Regions from separate parts of the Mus musculus genome. Here region 2 is linked to region 1. A link is a contact called in public Micro-C data. All regions are on one chromosome and are shown on one strand. Each heading gives the region's core, a stretch centred on a gene start, on an enhancer-like site or on the middle of the called end of the contact. The rest is flanking DNA. Distances are from core to core; before and after follow the strand shown.

Evidence for each region. A called contact is a pair of places that touch in the nucleus more often than the background predicts.
Region 2: a contact with region 1 is called in a Micro-C map of embryonic stem cells, with 3 times the contacts expected there. The contact joins two enhancer-like sites. A contact is called at or near these places in 1 of 484 Hi-C or Micro-C datasets (embryonic stem cells) and 2 of 9 other capture datasets (adipose tissue and liver).

Annotation. Positions count from the first base shown.
Region 1 is chrX:95,966,105-95,970,877 of GRCm38.p6, forward strand. No RefSeq gene overlaps it. Among named protein-coding and RNA genes, the nearest start is that of Las1l, 12 kb to the left of the region's middle. Within about 2 kb of position 2,672, at least 287 of the 459 cell types and tissues checked have an H3K27ac peak or open chromatin away from gene starts, as enhancers often do. A contact at or near this core is called in embryonic stem cells, where this site is marked.
Region 2 is chrX:96,050,318-96,055,090 of GRCm38.p6, forward strand. No RefSeq gene overlaps it. Among named protein-coding and RNA genes, the nearest start is that of Msn, 43 kb to the right of the region's middle. Within about 2 kb of position 2,599, at least 15 of the 459 cell types and tissues checked have an H3K27ac peak or open chromatin away from gene starts, as enhancers often do. A contact at or near this core is called in embryonic stem cells, where this site is marked.

The sequences.
Region 1 (4,773 bases), core at 1,422-3,921:
TCTCTAAACCCCTCTGCACCTGCCCCTTCTACCCTGTCTTTATGCCTCTCAGCCTCTATGTCCCTGGGCCTCTCTTTTTCCCTCAGGTCGTATGCCCTTTGGCCTCCCTGCCCCTCTACCTCTATGGCCCTCACCCTCTCCGGCCCTTTGGCACCTCTGTATCTATTCAGCTTGGCCTCTATGCCCCTGGAACCTCCTTGTCCCTTTGTCTTTATGCCTCTCAGCCTCTCCTCCTTTAGGCCTGTCAGAACTCTTGGCCTCTCTGTCCCTCTATCTCTATGGCCCTGAGCATATCGGGCCCCTCACCCTTTCCTTTCCTAGGCCTGTCTCTATAGAGCTCAGTCTATATGACACGACCTCTCTGTCCCTCCACCTTTTTGTCCCTCCTAGCCTCTGTCTCTAAGACCCTCTGCATCTTTGTCTGTGAGACTATTCCCATCAACCTCTCTGTCCCTCTATCTTTATGCCCCCCATGGCCCCTCTGTCTCTATGAAGCTCAGCCTGTGTCCCCTGTGGCCTGTCTCTATACAGTTAAGCCTCTATCCCTCACCTCCACCCCACTGTGGCCTGTCTGACTCTATGCAGTTCAGCCTCTATGTCCTCAGTGGTATCTCTGTCTTTATTCAGCTCAGCCTCTATGCCCCTCTGCCTGTCAGCCTCTGTTCCTATTTCTTTATGGCCCTCGGGCTCTCTTTCCCTCAGCCTCTATGTCACCTCCCCAACCCCCGTGGCCACTCTATCTCTATGCAGCCTGGCCTGTATGCCCCTCAACCTCTCTGTTGGCCCTCTGTATCTCTATGGCCCTCGGCATCACTTTCACTCAGCCTCTATGCCCCACTACCCCCGCAGCATCTCCGTCTTTATACAGGTCTGCTTCTATGTCCATTGGAGTCTCTGTGTCTAGGCCCCTTGGCCTCTACGGCCCTTCCCATGGACAGTCTCTCTATGCAGCCTCAGCCTCTATTCCCCTGTGTTCTCTCTGTCCCCCTATTTCTATGTCCCTGTGTTTCTATGGCCCTCGGGCTATCTTTTCCTCAGCTTCTATAGCCCCTCCGGTAGCCTTTAAGCCCCTTGGTGTCTCTAAGAATCTTGGCCTCTATACCTTCGTATCTCTGTGTCTAGGAACTTAGCCTTTATGTCCCCGTCCCCACCAATGGCCTCTGTGTCTCTAGGCAGCTCAGCCTCTATGCCCCGCGTGGCTTCTCTGTTGCTGAGACTCTATGCCCCTTAGTACCTATGTTCCTATATCTGAGGCTCTCTGCATCTCCGCCCCTCTCTATTCACCATTGTTTCTATGGCCCTCGGACTCTTTCCCTCAGCCTCTATGCGCTCACCATTCCCCCAAGCCTTCTCTGTCCTTATATACCTTGGCCTCTATGTCTCTACCACCGAGGCTCTATGTCTTCTGAGGCCTGTGTGTCTATTCAGCTCAGCTTCTATACGCCCCGTGACCACTCTGTGTCTATGTAGCTTGGGTAGCCCCCACCCTGTAGACTCTGACTCTATACAGCGCAGCTACTATGCCTCTCAGCCTCTCTGTCCCAACATTTCTGTAGCCCAATGAATCTCTGTCACTCTTTATGTCCCATTGTCACTATGGCCCTCGGCCTCTCTTTCCCTCAGTCTCTATCCCCCGGCCCCCGCGGCCTCTCTGTCTTTATGCAGTCCGGCCTCTATGCCCCGTCCCCCGCCCCTCTGTTTCTATGCAGGCTCGGCCTCTATGTCGCCATGGAGCTTGGGCTCTATGGTCCCGGTGGAGTCTCAGACGCTATACAGCACAGCCTCTAAGACCTTCAGCCTCTCTGTCCCAACATCTCTGTAGCACTATGGCCCTTGGCCTCTCTTTCCCTCAGCCTCTATGCACCCCACGTGGCCACTCTCTATACAGCCAAGCCTCTAAGCCACGCCCACCCCACCGTGGACGCTCTGTCTCTAACCTAAACTCTATACCCACCCCCCCCCCCACCCCCGTCTCTATGAAGCTCCGCCTCTATGCTCCCCCTCTGGCCTCTCTATCTCCACTCAGCTTGGCCTCTATGCCCCCTCCCGGCCTCTCTGTCTCTACACAGCCCAGCCTCCATGCCCCCCTCCCCCCTCTATCTCTATGCAGCTTGGCTTCTAACCACCATGGCCTCTCTGGCTCTTTGCACTCCAGCCTCTATGCCCCTCGGCCTCTGGACCTACATCTCTGTAGCCTAGGCATCTCTGTCCCTCGCTCTATGCCCCTAGACCTCTCTTTCCTTCCGCCACTATGTCCCCGCTCCCCCGCCCCGGCCTCTCTGTCTCTATGCAGCCCAGCCTCTGCGCCCCGTCCTCCCTCGCCCCTCTGCCTATAGGGCATAGGCCGCTGGAGCTCTGCGCGCCCCCAACACACACATCGTGGCCTTTCTCTCCAGCCCAGCCTCTGCGCCCCCTGTGGCCTGTGTCTATGTAGCTAGCTCCGGCTCCATGGTCCCCGTGGACGCTCAGACGCTATACAGCGCAGCCTCTATGCCCCTCAGTCTTTCAGTCCCAACATCTCTGTAGCCCCATACATCTCTGTCCTTCTATCTCTATACCCCATTGTCTCTATGGCCCTCCGCCTCTCTTTCCCTCAGCCTCTATGCACCCCACGTGGCCTCTCTTTCTCTATGCAGCCCGGCCTCTATGCACCTCCCCATCCCCGTGGCCTGTCTCTATGCTATCCAATCTCTCTGCCCTTCCTTAGCATTTTGCCTAGGCTCCGCCCCCACAGTTACCTAGCAACAGCCAGGCATGCCTGAGTCACTATAAAAGGGCGGCTTTCCCCCTCCTTGTTCTCTTGCTCTGCCCTCTCATTCCTCCCCCTTCTTTCTCCTCCTGCTCATGGCCAGCCTCTACTCCTCTACTCTGTCTTTTTCTGCCTCTACTACCCTCTTATAAACTCTAGTCTATACTGTCATGTGGCTGGTGGGGGGGGGAGGGAGAGGAGGGATGCCTCAGCATGGGCCCACCATGGCACCCCCTTCCCCCATACTTACCACACCTCCATAGAACATATCCCCCACCTCTTTACCTTTTATAAACACAACAGCACCCCCCCCCCCGCGTCTCTGTACAGAGCCCAGCCTCTACGACCCCCTGGAGCCTCTCTATCTCTATGCAGCTTGGCTTCTATGACCCCCGTGACTTCTCTGTTCTCTGTGCAGCCCAGCCTTTATGGCTCCTCCTCCCATTGCTTCTCTGTCCCTATGCAGGTGGTACTTGGCCCCAACCCACCGTGGCCTCTGTCTCTATACAGTTCGGACTCTATGCCCCCTGTGTCCTCTCTTGCTTTATACAGCTAAGCCTCTGTGACCCTCTGCCATCTGATCCTTAGCATTTATGTTGCCCCTCAGTCTCTCTGTCCCTGTATCTCTCTTGGCTCCTTTTTCACTATTGCTCTTGGCATTTGTTTTGTTTTGTTTTTTGAGACAGGGTTTCTCTATGTAGCCCTGGCTGTCCTGGAACTCACTCTGTATACCAGGCTGGCTTCGAACTCAGAAATCCACCTGCTTCTGCCTCCTGAGTGCGGGATTAAAGGCATAAGCTACCACGCCCGGCTGCTCTTGGCATCTTTGCCTAAGCCTGTATGCCCACGCCCCCCCCCCCCCCACACACCTCCCTGTATCTATGCAACAAGTTCTCTATGCCCTCCTCTTCCCCTTTCTGTCTGGATACAGCCCAATCTCTATGTCTACCACCCATGGTCTCTCTGTCTATGCAGCTTGGTCTCTACCCCCCTATGGCCTCCCTGTCTCAATACAGCCCAGCCTTTATGTCCCTTAGCCTCTGTAACCTAAGCATCTATGTCCCTTTGTCTCTAGGGTGTTTGGTCTCTCCCGCAACCTCTATGCCCCGCCCCCCCTCCCGAGTCCTCTCTGTCTATGCAGTCCAACCTCTATGCCCCTTCCCGCCTCTCCGTCTCTGCGCAGCTTGGCCTCTATGCTCACCTCTGGCCTCTCTGTCTCCATTAAAAGCTTGGACTCTATCCCACCCTTCTTGGCCCCTTTATGTACAGAACTCACCCTCTACGCCCCACGCCTCTCTGTCTCTATACAGCCCAGCCTCTATTGCCCTTTGGAGCCTCTCTCTCTCTATGCAGCTCAGCCTCTATGTCCCCTCCCCCATGGCCTGTCTTTATACAGCCAAGCCTCTATCACACACCCACACACTCTCTGTGGAACCCAGCTTCTATGCCCCCTGTGGCGTTTCCATGCAGTTCTTCTTCTATGACCTCCATAGTCTCTCTGTTTCTATACAGCTCAATCTCTATGCCCCTTGGCCTCCCTGTTCCAAGCATTTCTGTTCCCCCTGTCTCTAATGCTCCTTTGTCTCTATGGCCCTTGGCCTCTTTTTATCCCCCAGTCTCTATGACACCTCTGCATCTCCTAGCCTCTGTCTCTAAGCCCCTCTGCAACTCTGTCCCTGAGACTCTATGCTTCTTAGCCCTTCTGTCCCCATATCTCTGTGGCCCTCACCATTATGGGACCTCTCAACTTCTGTGTCCCTATGGAGTTCAGCCTCTTTGCCCCTTGGCCTCTCTATTACTGGGATCGGCCAAGCCTCTGTCTTTAAGCCTCTCTGCATTTCTGTTCCCCCTGTCTCTAATGCTCCTTTGTCTCTATGGCCCTTGGCCTCTTTTTATCCCCCAGTCTCTATGATACCAGTGGCCTGTCTCTATGCCTCTCAGTGTCTATGTCTTTGTTCCCCACTATTTGGCTCATACTTGGGGAGTCCACTTTGACCATACCACAGAATACAAGTATAGCTTAG
Region 2 (4,773 bases), core at 1,349-3,848, 84 kb after region 1:
GCAACATCATATATCAAAAAGGAAGCCAAAATACTTCAAAGACTTGTATGTGTTAGGCAATTGAACTATACTCCACTAGCTGTATACTTTCTTTTATATCTTTTTGTCTATGCATCTGTAGTATACATTAAGTGGATGTGAGTGCCTGATGCATTATGCATCATTATGCAAAAATGAGGGTTACTTGGGTTCATGTCCATGTTTACCTTGAGTATTTCATCTGGGGACTGGAACTACCAGCACCTCTGGAGCACTGGATCTTTGTGGTTCACATTAGGACTTCATTCACAAACGGGCCTCAAACCCATAATACTCTAGCCATCACCTCCACTGCTGATATTACAAGAGTCACAGCATTCTTACTGTGTCTGTTGGCTTGATGCTAGGGTTAAGGATGGGCAATGATTCCTTTTCTTCTCTCTTTGTTTTTTCCTACTACTCCTTGCTCTCCCATCTCTCTGAGTCTATCCCACCCCTTTCTCTTCCCTCTGAAGTTTTCCTTTTTTTTTTCTTTTGTAATTTTTTAAGATAGAATTTTTTTTGCAGCCCATGCTGATTATGAACTTGCTAGGTGGTAGAGGAAGATGACTTAGAACATCTAATCCTCCTACATTTATTTCTCTGATTGCTGGAATCATAGGTAGCACCACTTATGTGGAAGTGGAACTAAATCAAGGGCATTGCGCATATTGGGAAAGCACTGTACCAACTAAACTAGATCTCCAGCTTATTTTAAAATTTTAAATGTGTGTGTGTGTGTTTGTGGTGTAGGTGGCAATTCATGTATGTGGAGGTTAGAAAGTGACTCTCAGGAGTAAGTTCTCTCCTGTAAGCATACATTTTTTTTGCAATCTACTTTTAATAATTGTTCAACCTCTCCTCTAGCCCACCACCCAGCAGAGTAGTGGAAGAGAAAAGTTATTAGGATATGAGGGAAGTGGACCTGTTCAGCAATAGTTCTTTGCAAGTGAACTTGATCTTCTTGGGCATCAGTTCAGTCCCAAAGCAAACAACAAATACATTCAGTAGCTGCAGATTGGTCCTCTAGGCAGGCGGACATCAAGCATCAATCCGTAGCTACAGTCCAGTCCTTTCAGCAAGCAGACACCAGGCAGCTGTGGTTCAATCCTGAAGAAACTGCCAGGCTCACCAACTGGCCTGAGGTGCTGCAGAAACCTCAAGAGCAGTTCTTGGGTAAGCTTCTCTCAATGGCAGTGTTACCACAAATTGAGCTCAACAATGCTATGTAAGAGGAACCAATACATGCAAGTATTGGTTAGAGAATAGGGAGACAGAGCAAACCAAACCAATTCTCAATGCTCATCTCCCACTGTCTGTGGGGTCATATTTATACTCCTTCATCATGGGTCCTTTCACGTGTTTGCTATATGCAAACATCCTTTCACCTGTGTCTCCAGCTTTAGGAAAACAGTCTCTCACATGTTTGCTTTAAGCAAGATGTCCTTTCACCTGTGCTCCCCAGTAAAACATCATTTGACATCACTAACTTTTCAAAGAAACTAGAAGTTTCCACTTCACTCTCCTGTCACTTTGTGAGAGCAAATGACTGAAGGACAGTCATCAGTCAGCCTTGACACGAAGTACCTGGACCTGCTAAGCCATCTCATCAGCCCTGTAGTTTTGTTTTGGAGACAAAGTCTAACTTCTAGCTAAGGTTATCCTGGAGTTCACTATGTAGCCCAGAGTGGCCTCCTCAAGCTCTTAACAGACTACCTGCTTCAGACTTCCAAATACTGGGATTCTAGGAATGCCCTACCATACCCACGTCTTACTTTGTCTTCTTCATGTTGGTATTGTGGACACCATACATTGTGTTTTTCTCCCAACCACTCTGCCTTTTTTTGTCTCTTTCAAATTCCTTTGTCATTTATTTCTTGATTTCTGTGCTCATGAGTGTTTCATCCTCTCCTTTCTCTTCACTAAGTGTACTGGGACCATGAGAAGTAAAAAATTTGGGATAATGGAGATAGCTCATTCAGTAAAGTGCTTGCTATGTATGCATAATGGCCTGAGTTTGATTCCAGCACCCACCTAGGGAATAAAAAACCTGGTGTGGTGCTATCTGTCTGTGTATTCCCAGTGCCAGAGTGGGCAGATACAGAAAGATTCCCGGAGCTGACAGGCACTGAACTAATTTTGTTAACTGAGAGATTGTTTCTGAAAAATAAGGTAGGGGACAGCTGAAAAATAATACCTGAGCTTGAACTCTGGCCTCCAAGTGCAATCATAACCCCCTTCTACATGCACACACATAGAAAGAAAAAAAAAAGACAGAGGAACTAAACATGGGCTTGGTGACCTGCAATTCCAGTCACTAAAGGTGGAGATGGGATATTCAAGGCCATTCCCAGCCCCATAATGAATCTGAGTCTACCCTGAGCTGCAAAAGACCAAGTCTCAAAACAAAGCAAATATTTTAATTTAATTTTCTTGTACTTTTTTTTAAGGTAAGCTGTTCTCTCTGCAGAGAAGCTAAGGATGAGACTTGGAGCTAAATTTGGATGTTTCAGGCTTGGGTGTGGCTCTCTAGAAGACAATTAAAGAAAATCGAGGGAAAACTGGTTTGCTCAGTCATGGGATGGGAGCCTGGGTGGGAACTTGGCAGAGTGTGAGTTCCAACATTCAGTCTGTGTCCTGGCCCAGAACACTCTGACTGAGGCCTTGAGGCTATTTTTGGAAGCTTTCAAAATATCCCAGAAGGTGGGTCTGCCCCACCCCCATTCAGCTTGGGATGCCAGAATATTCATTGAACTGAGTAACTGAGGTCTGTCCCTGTACTTTTTCCTAAGCTCCCAGTGGCCACTAGAAAAACAATTCTTAAACTATCTCAGATGTGGGCACAACAGAGGAGAGGAGAGGAGAGGAGAGGAGAGGGGAGGGGAGGGGAGGGGAGGGGAGGGGAGGAACAGCAGTTGTTGACCCAGAGAATCAGAAGTGGGTGAATATAGTGAGTGCCCCGATTCCAAGAACCTGAAGTATTCTGGCAAGAATTGTGGAGGTCAGTGGAGGTCAGTGGAGGTCAGATAGTCTTACTCCCTCAATATTTATTTATTTATTTACCCATTTTCAATTTCATTAGTTTTAGGTATGCATGTGTGAACAGGAACATGTGCAGATCAGAGGGCAGCTTATGGAAGTCACTTCTTGTCTTCTAACGTGTGGGTCCAAGGAACTGAACTCAGGAAATCAGGCTTAGCAGCAGTTACTCCTTCCCACTGAGCTATCTCAGTAGCCTCATGTTTATTTGTGTGTGTGTTGGGGGCAGTATGGGAGGAAGGATGGCAGGAATGGTGGCGTATACTTTTAATTCCAGCACTTGGGAAGCAGAGGCAGGTGGATCTCTGAGACTTTGAGGCCAGCCTGGTCTATATAGAGCAGGTTCCAGGTCAGCCAGGACTGTTATACAGAGAAACCCCCCCCCTTGAAAAAATTAATACAAAACAAAAATTCTAACAAACATGCTCCCATTTTGGTTTTTGAGGTAGGCTTTCAAGTAGTCCTGTATGCTATGGTATCCAAAGATAACCTTGATTCCCTGGTCTTTCTGCCTAAGGCTCCCAAATTCTAGGATTACAGGTGTGGACTACTGTACTCAGAAGCCTGGAGGTAGAACTGTTTTTATCTTTCTTTCAAGGACAATAAACTCATTGAGGTAACTTATGTTTGTAATTCCATTGTACTTAGGAGGGTGAGTCAAGAAGTCTGTGAATTCCAGGCTAGCCTGGACTACAGAGTGAGACTAGACTTGGTAATTGGATATTAAGCTCATGCTCTTGGCAGTGAATTTGATTGCTGAGGGAACAGATCTCAACTCTTTCAATTCTGTCCTAGTTTGATATCTCTGGTATGGAGAACTAGATTATTTTAACACCTTGGTTTTTATTTGAATGTTTGTTTTTTCTGCCTTGGGTCTCTAATTGAGAAATTTAGTTTCAATCTTAATCAGGAAGCTCTATCAAAATGAATGTGGTGCTGGGGCCGTGAGAGGCAACTGTTAGTCTTAATGTGTTTCTAGCTCTCTTGCACCTATTGTGTAAAGCCATCCTAAATCTAGGCAGACACTTAGATCTGCTTGTGATTTAGTCCCCACATACCCTTTCTAATAGTGCTTACTTGCTTTTGATCCTTGAAACCTTACAGGCTCTGATGTATTTTTGACATTCCCTAGCTCCCTTTCTCTCCTCCAGCTTCCTCCTTCTCAGGAAAGAGGCAGGAAGCAGGGCTATTGCCACAGTCTGAGGGTTGCTTGGCCTAAACTGCAGCTTTCAGCTTAGTAGAGCTACATAGCAAGACTCTGTCTACAAAAACATTTAAAATTTTAAAAAAAGAAAAGGAAAATGCTCTGGGGTAGAGGATATAGCTCAGTTAATAGATTGAGTAGCATGCACAAACTCTGACTTTATTCTCCATCACTACAAAAATTGGGTGTGTGTTTGTAACTTCAGCACTTTGGAGGTGAAGGTGGGAAGATGAATAAGAATGGAAGACCATCCTTGGCTATACAGCAAGTTCAAAGCCATTTTGGGACACAGGAGACCTATCTGAAAAGGAAAAGAAATCTTCAAGCCTTCCAGGGGCTTCCATCCAAAGATAACCAACTTCACTTTTCTGACCTAATCCTTACTACCCCTCGTTAGTGATCTTTCTATAAAAGATGTTCTTGTTCTTATATAGCACACAATCTCCTATATGTTGAACAAGGTTTGCCCTTGTTCAATCCTTTATCTGAATACTTCTCCAGTTCTTTCATGT